Regions from separate parts of the Callithrix jacchus genome. Here region 2 is linked to region 1. A link is a contact called in public Hi-C data. All regions are on one chromosome and are shown on one strand. Each heading gives the region's core, a stretch centred on a gene start, on an enhancer-like site or on the middle of the called end of the contact. The rest is flanking DNA. Distances are from core to core; before and after follow the strand shown.

What was found. A called contact is a pair of places that touch in the nucleus more often than the background predicts.
Region 2: a contact with region 1 is called in a Hi-C map of skeletal muscle, with 5 times the contacts expected there. The contact joins two enhancer-like sites. A contact is called at or near these places in 2 of 3 Hi-C or Micro-C datasets (both in skeletal muscle).

Annotation. Positions count from the first base shown.
Region 1 is chr5:45,997,813-46,004,730 of calJac240_pri, reverse strand. No RefSeq gene overlaps it. Among named protein-coding and RNA genes, the nearest start is that of PTPN1, 47 kb to the left of the region's middle. Within about 2 kb of position 4,475, at least 2 of the 16 cell types and tissues checked have an H3K27ac peak or open chromatin away from gene starts, as enhancers often do. A contact at or near this core is called in skeletal muscle, where this site is marked.
Region 2 is chr5:46,127,120-46,134,163 of calJac240_pri, reverse strand. RIPOR3 (RIPOR family member 3) reads left to right here. Exons shown (of 22, transcript XM_078371988.1): 20 at 2,441-2,524; 21 at 4,775-4,865; 22 at 5,344-6,453. The coding sequence ends at 5,444. Among named protein-coding and RNA genes, the nearest start is that of PTPN1, 82 kb to the right of the region's middle. Within about 2 kb of position 4,578, at least 5 of the 16 cell types and tissues checked have an H3K27ac peak or open chromatin away from gene starts, as enhancers often do. A contact at or near this core is called in skeletal muscle, where this site is marked.

The DNA of each region.
Region 1 (6,918 bases), core at 3,226-5,725:
CAATGTGCTGGAATTACAGACGTGAACCACTGTGCCTGGCTAAGTATACACACACACACACACACACACCACACACACATATATGGTCTTGCTTTGTCACCCAGGCTGGAGTGTAGTGGCATGATCTTGGCTCACTGCAACCTCTGCCTCCTGGGTTCAACTTATGCTCTTGCCTCAGCCTCCTTAGTAGCTGGGACTGTAGGCACCAGCCATGATGCCTGGCTAATTTTTTTTTTTTTTTTTTTTTGGTATTTTTAGTAGAGACGGGGTTTCACCATGTTGCCCAGACTGGTCTCCAACTCCTGACCTCAGGTGATCTGGCTGCCTTGACTTCCCAAAGTGCTGGGATTGCAGGCATGAGCCACTGCACCAGGCCACTATATTGATATAAAGATGCATATCTCTACAACGTCAGTCAACTCAAGCTAGGTTTTACTGCAATAACAAACAATCTCAGGAGCTTGTTAATGACAAAAGTCGATTTCTCATTCATATCGAGACTGTGAATCCTCAGTTACTTTCTCATTCCTTATTGGTTGTGGGTTGCTGCAACTCTGGGCCGTGTGTCATCTTTACTCCAAACCAGGTTAAAGGTGCAGTCCATTCCTGGGGCAGGCCATTCTCATAGCAGAGAGAAACCACATGACAAAGCAGCTTCTTGGAAGCTTAGCTCACACTCTGTTGCCCAGAGGAAGTCACATAGCCAAGCCTGACTTCAGTCGGGAGGGTCATGGTAAAATCCCATCTCTTTTACCAACAGGGAATTGCCAATAGGATGACTACTTGGAGAATAATACAATCTGTCACATCTACTGTAAATGGAAAACCAGCACCACTTGCGCTCAATGGAAGGTGACCACAAAAAGTAAAATTATGAAATCATGTAACTCTATTAGATTCTAGCCAAATAATTTTGCCTTCTGAAGGCACTAAGTGTGAGGCCCACCCTCAAACATAAAGTTTGGAAGGGAGACAGGTAAGTGTTAGAAAGGCATTAACATCACGTTTCTACCAAACTGAGATTGTCGTCTAGATCAGTTTGATCAGAATGATTGACAGAGAATGAAATGTTATTTGATGCTGGGGTGCTGTGCCCACCAAGATCTCCCCAGGAATCCTCACTAGTACTTTTTCTATACTTTGGGAGACCCAGCTTCAGATTCGCTCTAGGGGAGTACAGAAGGAAACTTAGTGTTGAGGGAGGAATAATAATGACAGCCACCTGTCAGAGGTGCCGCTAAGTTGTATAATTTCATGAATGGGGCCCCTGAAGTTGTGCAATATGGCGGCCCTGAAGAGAATCGCTGCGGATTACCTCATTTAATTCCAACCTCTGCTTTGCCAGGTAGGCAGCATTACCTCCATTTCACAGCTGAAAAAAACAGATTCAGGGAGGTTCATTGCCTGGCTCAGGACCGCAGCTGGAGGGGACAGGGAGAGACTAATCCTCCGGCCTGAAGGTGTAGTTTCAGACTTGGCCACTTGGTGTCACTCTCTCCAAACTGTCGGAAGAACGCCCGCTGAGCTGGCTGGTTTGTTGAGGACTCAGGGACCAGCCAGTTGCCCACTGACTCCCAGTCCGGCAAAGGGCCCCCTCCTATCCTCCCTCCTGTCACCCTTGGGGTGTGTGCAGAATTTCTGCCTGTTCGCACTGGGTCTTTGAGTATGCCTGAGCCAAGAGCTTCACAGGCATGGTCTCACTTGAGCCTGACAGCAGCAATGTGGTCTCAGGCTACAGATGAGGAAACTAAAGCCAATGGGGTAGAGCAACTTGCCCAGCTGGTAAATGGAAGTCAGAATTTGAACTCAGATCTGAGTTAGAAGCTTGGCATTTCTATGTCCAACAAATTCATGGTGGGGCAGCTGTACTAATTCTCGATTTTTCATGGATTATATTTCCAACCACCTGACCTCAGTCTTTGTAATGTCCTTGGCAATGACAAAAATCTGCCTATTTAGAGAAGTTTGTGTGCACTCTAGCCTAGGCGACAGAGTGAGACCCTGTCTCTGGATTTTTAAAAAAGAACAGATTGGGCACAGTGGCTCATACCTGTAATCCCAGCACTTTGGGAAGCTGTGACAGGAGGATCGTTTGAGCCCAGGAGTTCAAGACCAGCGAGGGCAACTTAGTGAGACCTTGTCTTTACAAAAAAATTAAAAATAAAAAATTAGCTGGGCATGGTGGCACATGCCTGTAGTCTCAGCTACTCAGGAGGCTGAGGTGGGAGGATAGCTTAAGCCCAGGAAGCAGCGGTTGCAGTGAGTGGTGATTGCATCATTGCACTCCAGCCTGGGTGATAGAGCAAGACTCTCTCTTAAAAGAAATAACTGATTAAATAAATAATTTAAAAAAGAACAAAATAAAAGTCACTTTTAATTCACACCAGCCTCTCAGAGATAAGTGCTGTTGACACTTTGGAGCACATCCTTTGAGGTATTTTTCTCTGTGTCATCTACGAATGCATGACAAATTTTAATTTTTAAAAATTAATAAGGGAATGTATTCATGTGCAAAAATTCAAAAGATACCAAAAGATTGTAAGCGGGTCTTTTCCCTCTGATCCTTAACCCCCATCCCAAGCTTTAAGACTCCAAGCTTCCCTCCCCAGAATCCATTCTGGTTATCATTTCCTGGGGATCATTACAGAGATATCTAGAAGGCAGATAAGCAAACACGTGCACGGATTCCTGTACTCATTTCTCTAAATAGAAGCACACCACACACCCTGCTCTGCACTGGGATTTTTTTTTTTTTTTAACTCAGCAGTGTACCTTGGCAGAACTTTCCAGATCAGCACTAGGAGAGCATTCTTCACACATTCCATTGTGTGAATATAATAAATTATCTAACAAGTTTTCTGGTGATAGTCACAGAGGTATTTCCAGGGTTTTGCTGCAACTAACAATGCTGCAATTAGTATCCCTTTTGCAGAAGTCTTTCCGTGTATTTGGAGCTATTTCTGAGGGATGCATTCTTAGCAAATGAATCCCCCAGTCATAGGACAGGTGCGTTTAAACATTTTGACGCTGGTTGCCTAAATGCTCTCTAAGGTTGTACCTACCAATCGTCATTCTCAGCGGCAACCTACGTGAGCTCTGGTTTCCCCACATTCTAGCCAAGGCCAGGTATGATTGGACTTCTTGATCTTGGCCTTGACGATAGGGGAAAAAGGTGTTCACCATCATTCTAATCTACACATTCGCTGTTTACATGTTAACTTGGACATTTAAAAATATGTTCAATGACCATTTATATTTCTTTTTTGGTAGCAAAGCATTCAAGTTGTTTGTTTTTCTCTTGGATAATTTTCTTGTTGATCTGTAGGGCTTTTTATATACTAAGGTAATGAAGTCTTTTTTTTCTCATACATGTTGTAAATGTACATATTTTAAAAATATAGATATATCAGGCCGGGTGCAGTGGCTTTCACCTGTAATCCCAGAACTTTAGGAGGCCAAGGTTGGAGGATCACTTGAGTCCCAGAGTTTGAGACTGGGCTGGACAACATGATGAAACCCCATCTCTACTAAAAACACAAAAATTAGCTGGGCATTGTGGCAGGTGCCTATAGTCCCGACTACTTGGAAGGTTGAGGTGGGAGGATCGCTTGAGCCTGGGAGGTGGAGGCTGCAGTGAGTGGTGTTCACTCCAGCCTGGGTAACAAGCAAGATTCTCTCTCTCTCTCCACGCACACACACACATACACACGTGCACACGCACACACACGCACACACACACACACACAGATCAAACAAAAAATGGGATCTCATTGTATACGATGTTTCTGAGGCCTGTGATCACTTGATAATATATTGTACATCTTTTTGATATCTGTATTTCTTTGCAGCAGAATTATTTGTTGATAGTTATTGAAAAAAATCCCTCTGGGTACGCTGGAAGTTCATCAAACACAAGTGGCCGCAAATTACTATGAACACAGCAATAGCAAGTATCTGAGGAGGCTTGTGAAGCATCTTGTATGTTTCATCTCTTCATGCACTTTACTTAATTTCATCCTCCCAACGAAACTGTGACATAAATGACATCATCCCCATTACAGATGAGGAAACTGAGGCCCAGGAGAACCATGGGCTTTGTCCAAGGCCTCCCACATGGTCACTGGAAGATCGAAGATTCAAACCCATGCCAATTCGTCTTTGAAACGTTGTCTGCTGCCTTCCATGACCTTAAATTCCCACATTCCCAACAAGTCTGGATTAAACATCCTCCCCTGGCACCACACTGGCTGGAAAGCGTTATGTAGTTTAGGGCCAGGCCACCAGGAGACGCTAGGGACACATTTCTTGCCTGTTGTGTGGGACTGGGAGCCAGCTGGGGCCAGGCACCCTGGGAGGGGACAGAACTTGGGGGCCTGATGATCCTGAGGGCTGACTGGCTCTGGCCAGATGGGATGGCTCCTGCCACATCTGGCAGCCTTCAGGGACTCCTGATATCCTGCCATGGCTCAGCCTCTCTGGGGACTTGGATTCCTGTAGATCTGGGTTCTGCAGCCTCAGCTTGGAGTACACGGGGCAGAACAATCTTTTGCCACAGGAATCTGTCCTGCGCTTTGTAGGATGTTCGCAGTCTCCCCAGCCTCTACTCATAAGATGTTGGTAGCCCCTCCCCACCCAAGTTGCGACAACCCCAAGATGTCTCTAGACATTGACAAATGTCCCCTGGCGGGGGGGGGGGGCACAATTGCCCTTGATTGAGAGCCGCTGCTATGGATGCTCAGGGTGGGAAGGTCACATACACGACGGGAGCCAGCCCTGTGTGAGATCATAGCAGCTCACACCTAGAGGTCCCCACACGGAGAAAATCATGGACACCCTGTGAGGCAGGGATTGAGGCCACGTCTGCTTTACAGATGAGGAAACTGAGGCCAGAGACGTTCAGTGACTTGCACAAGGCCACACAGCCAGTGTGTAGCAGAGCAGGGGCTTGAACCCAGGCCCTCAGGCTCTAGCATCTGTGCCTCTTACCACTCAGGCCAGGTGCATTGCTGGTCCATCCAGTCCACAGGAGTATTCTCCATGGCTGCAAAGAAATACTTCTCTTCCAATTTCCTCTTTACCTAAGTTTATTTTCCATTTTTGATGAAAAGCCACCTGTAAGACATCTTTCATTTTCCTTGTAATGGTACTGAGAAAAACACCAGCTCAAACTGTCATGATAAATGATAGCTGACACTCAACCTCTCCATCAGGGCTGCATTGTGGAGCAGTGAGAACTGTGTTGTCTCAGAGGGCTCAGCCCTGCCAGTCCTAGTATATTATTTCCTGGTATGGGTGCTGGCCCAATTTTGCAAGAGAAAACAGAAATCTAAATTTTTAATGTGAAATTTCCTAATTTTAAAATAATAGACAACTCAAAAAATTAAAAACTCTGTGAAGACCAAACAAAATATGTCTGCAGCCCAATTTAGCATGATAACTGCCAGTTTGCAATCTTTCCGAAGGGCACATTCAATGTCCAGGAACAAATCCTTTCACCCTCTTAGTGCCCTCTGCCTTTCATCATTATATATTTAGTTAGTTCTTTTATGTATTCAGTCACCCATTCGTTGTGCGTATGCACTCCACCCACTCATTCATCCATTAATTCATTAATTACCCATCCTCCATTCATTCATCCCTCCATCATCTATCCCTCACCCACCTACCCATCTATCCATCCATCCTTTCATCCCTCCGCCACCAATCATCCACCTCTCATTCATCCATCCCATCCTTCTATTCATCCATTCTTCCTTCTATCCAATTGTCCATCCTTCCATCCATCCACCCACCCATCCATCCATTCATCCATCCCTTCATCCATTATCCATCTCTCACCCATCTATCCATCCTTCCATCTACCCATCCTTCCATTCATCCACCCATCCTTCCATCCATCCACTCGTCCATCCATTCACCATCCCTCCATCCATTATCCATCTCTCATCCCTCCATCCATCCTTCCATCCACCCATCCATCCATTCATCCATCTCTCATCCATCCATCCCATCCTTCCATCTATCCTCCCTTCCATCCATTTGTCCATCCTTCCATCTATCTATCCATCCATCCACCCATCCATCCATTCATCCATTCATCCATCTCTCATCCATCCATCCCATCCTTCCATCTATCCTCCCTTCCATTCATTTGTCCATCCTTCCATCTATCCATCCATCCGTCCATCCACCCATCCATCCATTCATCCATCCCTTCATCCATTATTCATCTCTCACCCATCCATTAATCCATCCATCCTTCCATCCTTTCATCCATCCATCCACTCATCCATCCATCCATCCACCCACCCATTCATCCATCCATCACTCATCCATCCATTCATTAATCCATCCATCCATTCTACTTTAGTGGAAATGAAAAGATGACAAATCACAGACACCACAAACAAGGATGAAACAAAATGGTGTTAAAATCTGTGTGTGTGTGTGTGTGTGTGTGTGTGAGTTTGGGTGTGTGACTGTCACTAAGATTGTAGTGCAGTGGCATCATCATGACTCACAGCAGCCTCAACCTCCAGGGCTGAAGAGATCCTCCTGCCTTAGCCTCCTGAGTAGCTAGGAATACAGGTGTATGCCACCATGAATTTTTAAATTTTTGTAGAGATGAGATCTCACTATGTTGCCCAAGCTGGTCTTGAATGCCTGGATTCAAGCAATCCTCCCAACTCAGCCTCCCAAAGTGTTGGGATTATAGGCCTGAGCCACTGCGTCTGGCCCAAGTGGTATTAAGTTCAGACTGTCATTGATCAACTGGGCAACCTTGGGCAAATTATTGCACCTTTTTTTTCTTTTCTTATTTCCTTTTTCAGTAATTATTACACCTTTTGAGCCTCAGTTTCCCCCTCTGTGAAATGGGGCTAACAGTAGTACCTTACTGCTTGCAGGCAGGTCTTCAGG
Region 2 (7,044 bases), core at 3,329-5,828, 130 kb before region 1:
TTGAGATGGAGTCTTGCTCTGTCACCCAGGCTGAAGTGCAGTGGTGCAACCTCAGCTCACTGCAACCTCTGCCTCCTGGGTTTAAGCAATTCTCTGCTTCAGCCTCCTGAGCAGCTGGGATTACACAGGCACCCACCACCACACCCTGCTAATTTTTTGTATTTTTAGTAGAGATGAGGTTTCACCATATTGGCCAGGCTGTGAACTCCTGACCTGTGATCCACCTGCGTCAGCCTCCCAAAGTGCTGGGATTACAGGGGTGAGCCAGTGCACCCGGACATTTTGTGGTGATTTTTACCTCTTTATTTGTAGTCTTTTGAACATGTGAAAGTAGACACAGCAATACAATAAATCCATCTGCCCTCCTCAGCCAAGCCTAACCACCATCAAACCATAGCCAATCCTGCCCCTTCTTCCTTCACTCCCCTCTATCACTATGAAGCATCCTAAAGTATCATATTTGACTTTAAATAGTTAACTATATGTGTCAACAGGTTAAGAATTCTTTCGGCCGGGCACAGTGGCTCACACCTGTAATCCCAGCACTTTGGGAGGCCGAGGCGGGTGGATCAATGAGGTCAGGAGTTCAAGACCAGCCTGGCCAAGATGGTGAAACCTCATCTCTATGAAAAATACAAAAAACTAGCCACACGTGGTGGTGGGCACATGTAATCCTAGATACTTGGGAGGCTGAAGCAGAGAATTACCTGAACCTGGGAGGCGGAGGTTGCAGTGAATGGAGATTGCACCACTGCAATCCAGCCTGGGTGACAGAGTGAGACTCTCTCCAAAAAAAGTCTTTCAAAAATCAGAACTATAATACCATTATCATATCTAAAAAATTCACCATGAATTCCTTTATATCATACTCCTAAATTCCCAAGCCTCAAGTATCCCGTTTTGTTTTTGTTAAACTAGAATCTACATAAGGACATGCATTGTGACTAGCTGATGGCTTTTAACTTCTCTTTAATCTCCAGGTTCCATTTCTTTCTCTGCTTGCAGTTAATTTCTTGACGATCCCAGGTTGTCCTGGAATAGCTAGACTTTGCTGCTTGCAGGATGTAATGTGATGCATTTATCTTGTCTTCCGTAGTCCTGAAAGCTAGTAGCTGGGATTCAAGCATCCACTCAAGTCAGGGGTATTTTTCTGGGGGGGTGGTTTAGGGGTACATGGGTATCTTTTCATACTATAAACAAGGCCTCCATGGCCGGGTGGATCACTTGAGGTCAGGAGTTTGACACCAGCCTAGCCAACATGGTGAAACCCCATCTCTACCAAAAGTACAAAAACATTAGCCAAGAGTGGCAGTGCATGCCAGTGGGCAGTATTCCCAGCTTGGGAGGCTGAGGCATGAGAACTGCTTGAACCTGGGAAGCCGAGGTTGCAGTGAGCTGAGATCGTGCTACTGCACCTCAGCCTGGGCGACAAAGTGAGACTCTATCCAACAACAACCCAAAAACCTTCATTTTCATGTGACAAACTTTAGAGAGCAGGAAACACTGAGGCGGGAGCCAGAGTCACCCCAGTGACAGATTGCTCAGCCTCAGATGGGGGAGCTGAGGAGGGAGAGGGCTACCTTCCACACTGATGTGTCCTGACAGTCCTCACCAATGCCATGTAGGAAGGAGCAGGAGGGCCCCAATCCTACTCCGTCTCCCTGTCTTCCCAAAGCAGCAGACACTTCGGAGAGCCACCTGCAGAGGGAAAGGTGGCCATTCTGGTTTGGCTCTGGGCCCTGGAGCCAACTCAGCGCCTGGGCCCTCCTTGGCCCCACTCATGCAGTTGAAGGCACAGCCACTTGACTGAGTGAGCGCAAAACTCCTGGGCTTCCCTTTGCAGCCACAGAAGCTGGACTGTGCTGCGGGCGGGACATGAACCCATGTGCTTCCTGACGAACTCTACAGCAATGCATGAAGCAAGTGCCGACTTTGTTTTCAGTGGAGTCGTTAGGCCCAAAGAGATGAACTGAGGTGGCCACGGTCATGGACTGAAGGGGGCAGGGTCACTGCTGTGACTGGAAGGGGGCGCTGAGAACAGGCACGTTTCCATCTGGCTCAGGGCAGCAGCCTTGCCCCTTTTCAGTTGAGGAGGGCAATGCCCTCGGTATCATCAGTTCTTCTGTGGTTCTGAGCTGGGCATCTTTCTCTGATTCAGCATTTTAGACAGCAGTTTCAGAATGCACTTCCAGAATATTAGACAAAAAGAGCTTTCTCCACTGTAGTAGCCCTGGGATCAGTTTTTAGGAATAAACCCCACAGCACAGATCTTGTGACTGTGGACACCTGGCCCAAAGATGGAGAGATCATGACCTGAATGTTGTTTAGAGAAGGGCGGGCACTGCATGCCTTACTGTCGGCACCTGGTGGCTGACGGACCCTGGAACCATGGACTCTGCTTCTGCTCACCCCTCCATTCACAGCCTCCTCCTCTCCCCAGGCTCTGCTCTTCTACACAAATGCCCTGACAGAGAACGACGCAAGGCTTCAGCAGGCTGCATGCCTGGCGCTCAAACAGCTCAAGGTGAGCCTGGTGCTTCCCCACTAGTGGCTGACAGAGAAGCCTGCTGGTGGTTAGGGTTAGTTAACTTCAAAATGATTCCACTGGGCTGGGTGCAATGGCTCACGCCTGTAATCCAAGCACTTTGGGAGGCCGAGGCGGGCGGATCACCTGAAGTCAGGAGTTCGAGACCAGCCTGGCCCACATGGGGAATCCCTATCTCTACTAATAATACAAAAAAAACCCCACTAGGTATGGTGGCACATGCCTGTAGTCCCAGCTACTCGAGACTTGAACCCAGGAGGCAGAGGCTACAGTGAGCCAAGATCACATCACTGCACTCCAGCCTGGGCAACAGAATGAAACTGTGTCTCTGAAAATGAAAAAAAAATTCCACTGGGACCAGAAATGGCTCCAGTACCAGAGACTCTGACAGCAATACTTAGTGGGCATTTGCTGTGGCTCTAGGTGAATATGCAGGCGGCCCCAGAAACTCACTTTGAGCTCTGAATTACATGTTTTTAAATTCTCAGTTAAAAATCTTTTAAAGGGCCGATGCAGTGGCTCACACCTGTAATCCCAGCACTTTGGGAGGCCGAGGCAGGCAGATCACGAGATCAGGAGATCAAGACTGTCCTAGTTAACATGGTGAAACCAGTCTTTACTAAAAATACAAAAATTAGCTGGGCATGGCGGCGGGCACCTGTAATCCCAGCTACTCGGGAGACTGAGGCAGGAGAATCGCTTGAACCCAGGAGGCGGAGGTTGCAGTGAGCAGAGATTGCATCACTGCACTCCAGCCTGGACAACGGACTGAGACTGTCTCAAAAAAAAAAAAAAAAAAAACAAAAAAAAACTTTTAAAGAACAATCAGCTCATTTGTGTGTGTGTGTGTGTGTGTGTGTATAAAAGTATAAAATATAGAAAATATAGAGACAGAAAAGTAAGTTATCCATCATCCTAGCAGCAAGTAGCAGAAACAACTGTTGACATTTTGGTATGCTTCTGTTAAAAGTTTGTGGGTGTGTGTGAGCATTTAAAATTGTTGATCCAAACACAGTTTAAAAGCAGTCAACAAAATAACATTTTGTGTTAGACTGGCAGCACTTTAGAGTTTTTTTTTTTTTGAGACGGGAGTCTCGCTCTGTCACCCAGGCTGTAGTGCAGTGGTGCAATCTCCGCTCACTGCAGCCTCTGCCTCCCTGGTTCAAGTGATTCTCCTGCCGCAGCCTCCTGAGTAGCTGGGATTACAGACACATACCACCACCCCCAGCTAATTTTTGTATTTTTAGTAGAGGCAGGGTTTCACGATGTTGGCCAGGATGATCTCGATCTTCTGACCTTGTGATCTGCCTGCCTCAGTATCCCAAATGCTGGGAGGTGTGAGCCACCATGCCTGACTCCTCTTTTATGTCTTGTCTTTTTCCACTTTAGAATTCTTTATGAAGGGGCTATCAAGTGTATACCTTAATTTAACCTACTTACCCACTGTCATAGGAAATAGTTTTTTCATCCTAAATAATGTCATTATCTTCATGTTTGTGCATAAAGCTTTAAAAAGCCATGGAGTTCTGAATTATTTCCTCAGGCTAGATCCAATCCTAGAGCCAGAGAATGAGCATTTTTGAGACTCTTGATATAACCCACACACAAATCCCACGAATGTGAGGGGATTTCTGCTTTCCCTCAGCCTCACCTGCATTTGGAGTTGCCAGTTGCTATATGAAAGACAGTTCCATACAGATTAAACTCACTCGTCCCATTCATTATGGGATGAATCAACAGGAAATTCTGAGAGAAGCTGGCTAAGATCAGAAAACCAGCAAGGGCCGGGTGTCCAGCAGAGGGCGCTGCAGCGCATGCCAGTCCTGGGCCTGCAGGAGCAGCCCCAGGTATGTGCCTGAGTACGCGATGTCCTGGCACAGGCTGCCCTGGAGAGAGGAGGGTAAGGAGAGCGTGGGGGAGGTAGGAAGGTCCAGAAAGCAGCAGGCCACTTCCTTTTCAATTCTGGCCTTTCAGCAGGCATCCAGGAAGCAGAGCTTTCTGCTAACAGCCTGGCTTCCTAGCAGGTGTCAGGACCGAAGAGGCAAGGCGCTTCGAGTCCAGAGGTACCTCTCATGAACCTGAGGCCACCTAAGAAACCTGGAAGCCTGCAGAAAAGGAAGGGGTTGAGGCCCCAGAGACCACGCTAGGGCTGGCCTTGCAGGGCCACTAAGTGGACTCTACCTGCTGTTGAGAATACACCCTAAAGGACTCTCTCTCAACCTTGAACAGGGCATTGAAAGCATCGACCAGATTGCCAGCCTGTGCCAGTCTGACCTGGAGGCCGTGCGGGTGGCAGCCCGGGAAACCACACTGTCATTTGGTAAAGTAACACATCCCATGCAGGACAGCGGGGTTCCTGGGGCCCTTAGAATCTGTGCGAGGCCACACCCAGCTCTCCTGGCAGGCAGAACAGCTCTGGAGCACCCCAGATAGGCAGCGTTAGCAGCCCTGGTGCAGAGCCGACCTCTACCCTTTGCAGCATTCTGCCAGGACAGGCCTCGTTCGTGGCTGGGGTGGCAGGGAGTGTTTGCTGTCTTCTTAGACTTTATGATCTTTGGGACAGAGGCCAGAACCAGGGCAGGGTTCTGATTCGCCAGAACATCCTAGAGGTAAAAGCAAGGCCCCTGGGCAGCGAGAGTCACCGGGTGGGGGCTCCTGCCCATACTCCCTCCCCCACCACTTTGCAGAGACCACTGAGACCCACAGTCACTAAGCATTAAGGCCACCTTGGCCCAGGAGAGTAGGAAACACCAAGGCGGCAGGAGCCAACCTGGTGACAGAGGCCTTTGCTATTTCAGGTGAAAAAGGACGGTTAGCTTTTGAGAGGATGGACACACTCTGCTCAGAACAAAGAGAAGTCTTTGGCCAGGAGGCAGATGTTGAAATCACAGTATTTTAAAATATCCTGGCTGATGAGCAAATCTCACCTCGGTTTTTTTGCTCCTGCTTGGCCTGGATATAACACCTGAGCTCTGGGTAATGGTGCCGTCTGCTCCTCTAGGAGTGTGAGCTGCCCAGCGCTCTGCCTGAGGCTCCGGCCACTGACCCAGGGCATAGGCTGGTCTTTTGGACAGGATAGAAAAATGCAAGGCCAAGTACAGCATTCCAGGGGCTGCACTGCCTCAACAGAGCCCCCAACTTCTGGCTGAGGGTGTGTGTGACTTTCCCCAAGATGCAGAGCCGAGCCGCACTTGGTGGCCACCTATAAGAGGGCCAAGGCCAGGTAAAGTGAGGCCCTGAATAAAAGGTTCCACAATGAGGGTATGGAACTCCAGGCCTCCCTGCCACTCAGCACTTCTGGGTCAACAGACAATGGGATGGAGGAGGCTGTTCAAGTCATCTCAGCAGCAGCCAGCTGTCACCCCGGTGAGCTGGGGAAGGTGGGAAGGCACAAAGCCAGGGTTTCTATAGCCACACTCTCGGCCTGACCTGCAGCCAGCATGCCATGGAGCCCACGGACAGCGGCTGCTGGACTGTGAACCTCACGTTCCCTATGCTCAGCGGCACGAAGGGAAGAAGCCACCACATCAGCCCAGGAGCCGCTCGCTACCCAAATGCAATCCAGCTTCGGAGTCAGTCCAGGGCTTTGTCAATAAACTGCTCCAGAAGCCATCAGCTGCCCCGAAGAAAGAGTTCGCTGAAGAACATGTTGCTTTAAAGAAAGAAAATTGATTTCCTACTTAAGTCTATTAGAAAAAAGCAAACCACATCCTGAGAGTCCGTTAATGTAGAGAGCCTAGGCTTTGAGGTGTTGTAACCACGGCATCGGAGAACTTTCTCATCCAAACTTCCTGTGTACATTTTGTGCTTTTTTTGGTTTAACTTGGTATTTATTTGCCTTGTTCATATGTTCAATTTTCTGAAATTTCAATTAAACTTTTAATTGGTGTTTCACTTCTTACCTAAAAGAGTAGACAGTGGTTATTTCCACAAATACCTCTGGGGGAAACAAACATTTCCCCAAATGCCAATGGGGGGGGTCACTCCTGTGGTCTCATGGGGCACTGTGAGGACACTTGAAGGAGGGGCCTCAGGCAGCAGCTCTGGTAAACGTCATCCCTGGGCTTCTCCACATGCTGGTGAAGGCTCCAGGTGTGCTCACCCCATATGGGCATTCTGCAGCATGGCCTTCGCCCTTTTGCCCATCTGATTTGTCAGTCCCCCTTCTCTTTTCTGAAGCATCAGCAGTACTAGCCTAGAGCAGGGGTCCCCAACCCCCAGTCCACACACCTGGTACTGGTGCAAGGCCTGTTAGGAACTGGGCTGCAGGGCAGGAGGTGAGCGGTGAAGTGAGCATTATTACCTGAGCTCCGCCTCCTGTTAGATCAGCTGCAGCATTAGGTTCTCATAAGAGCGTGAACCCTATAGTGAACTGTGAGATCCAGGTTTTGTGCTCCTTATGAGAATCTCATACCTGATGACCTGAGGTGGATCCCAAAACCATCCCCCACCACCCTCAGGTCTGTGGAAAAACACTTCCATGGAGCCGGTCCCTGGTG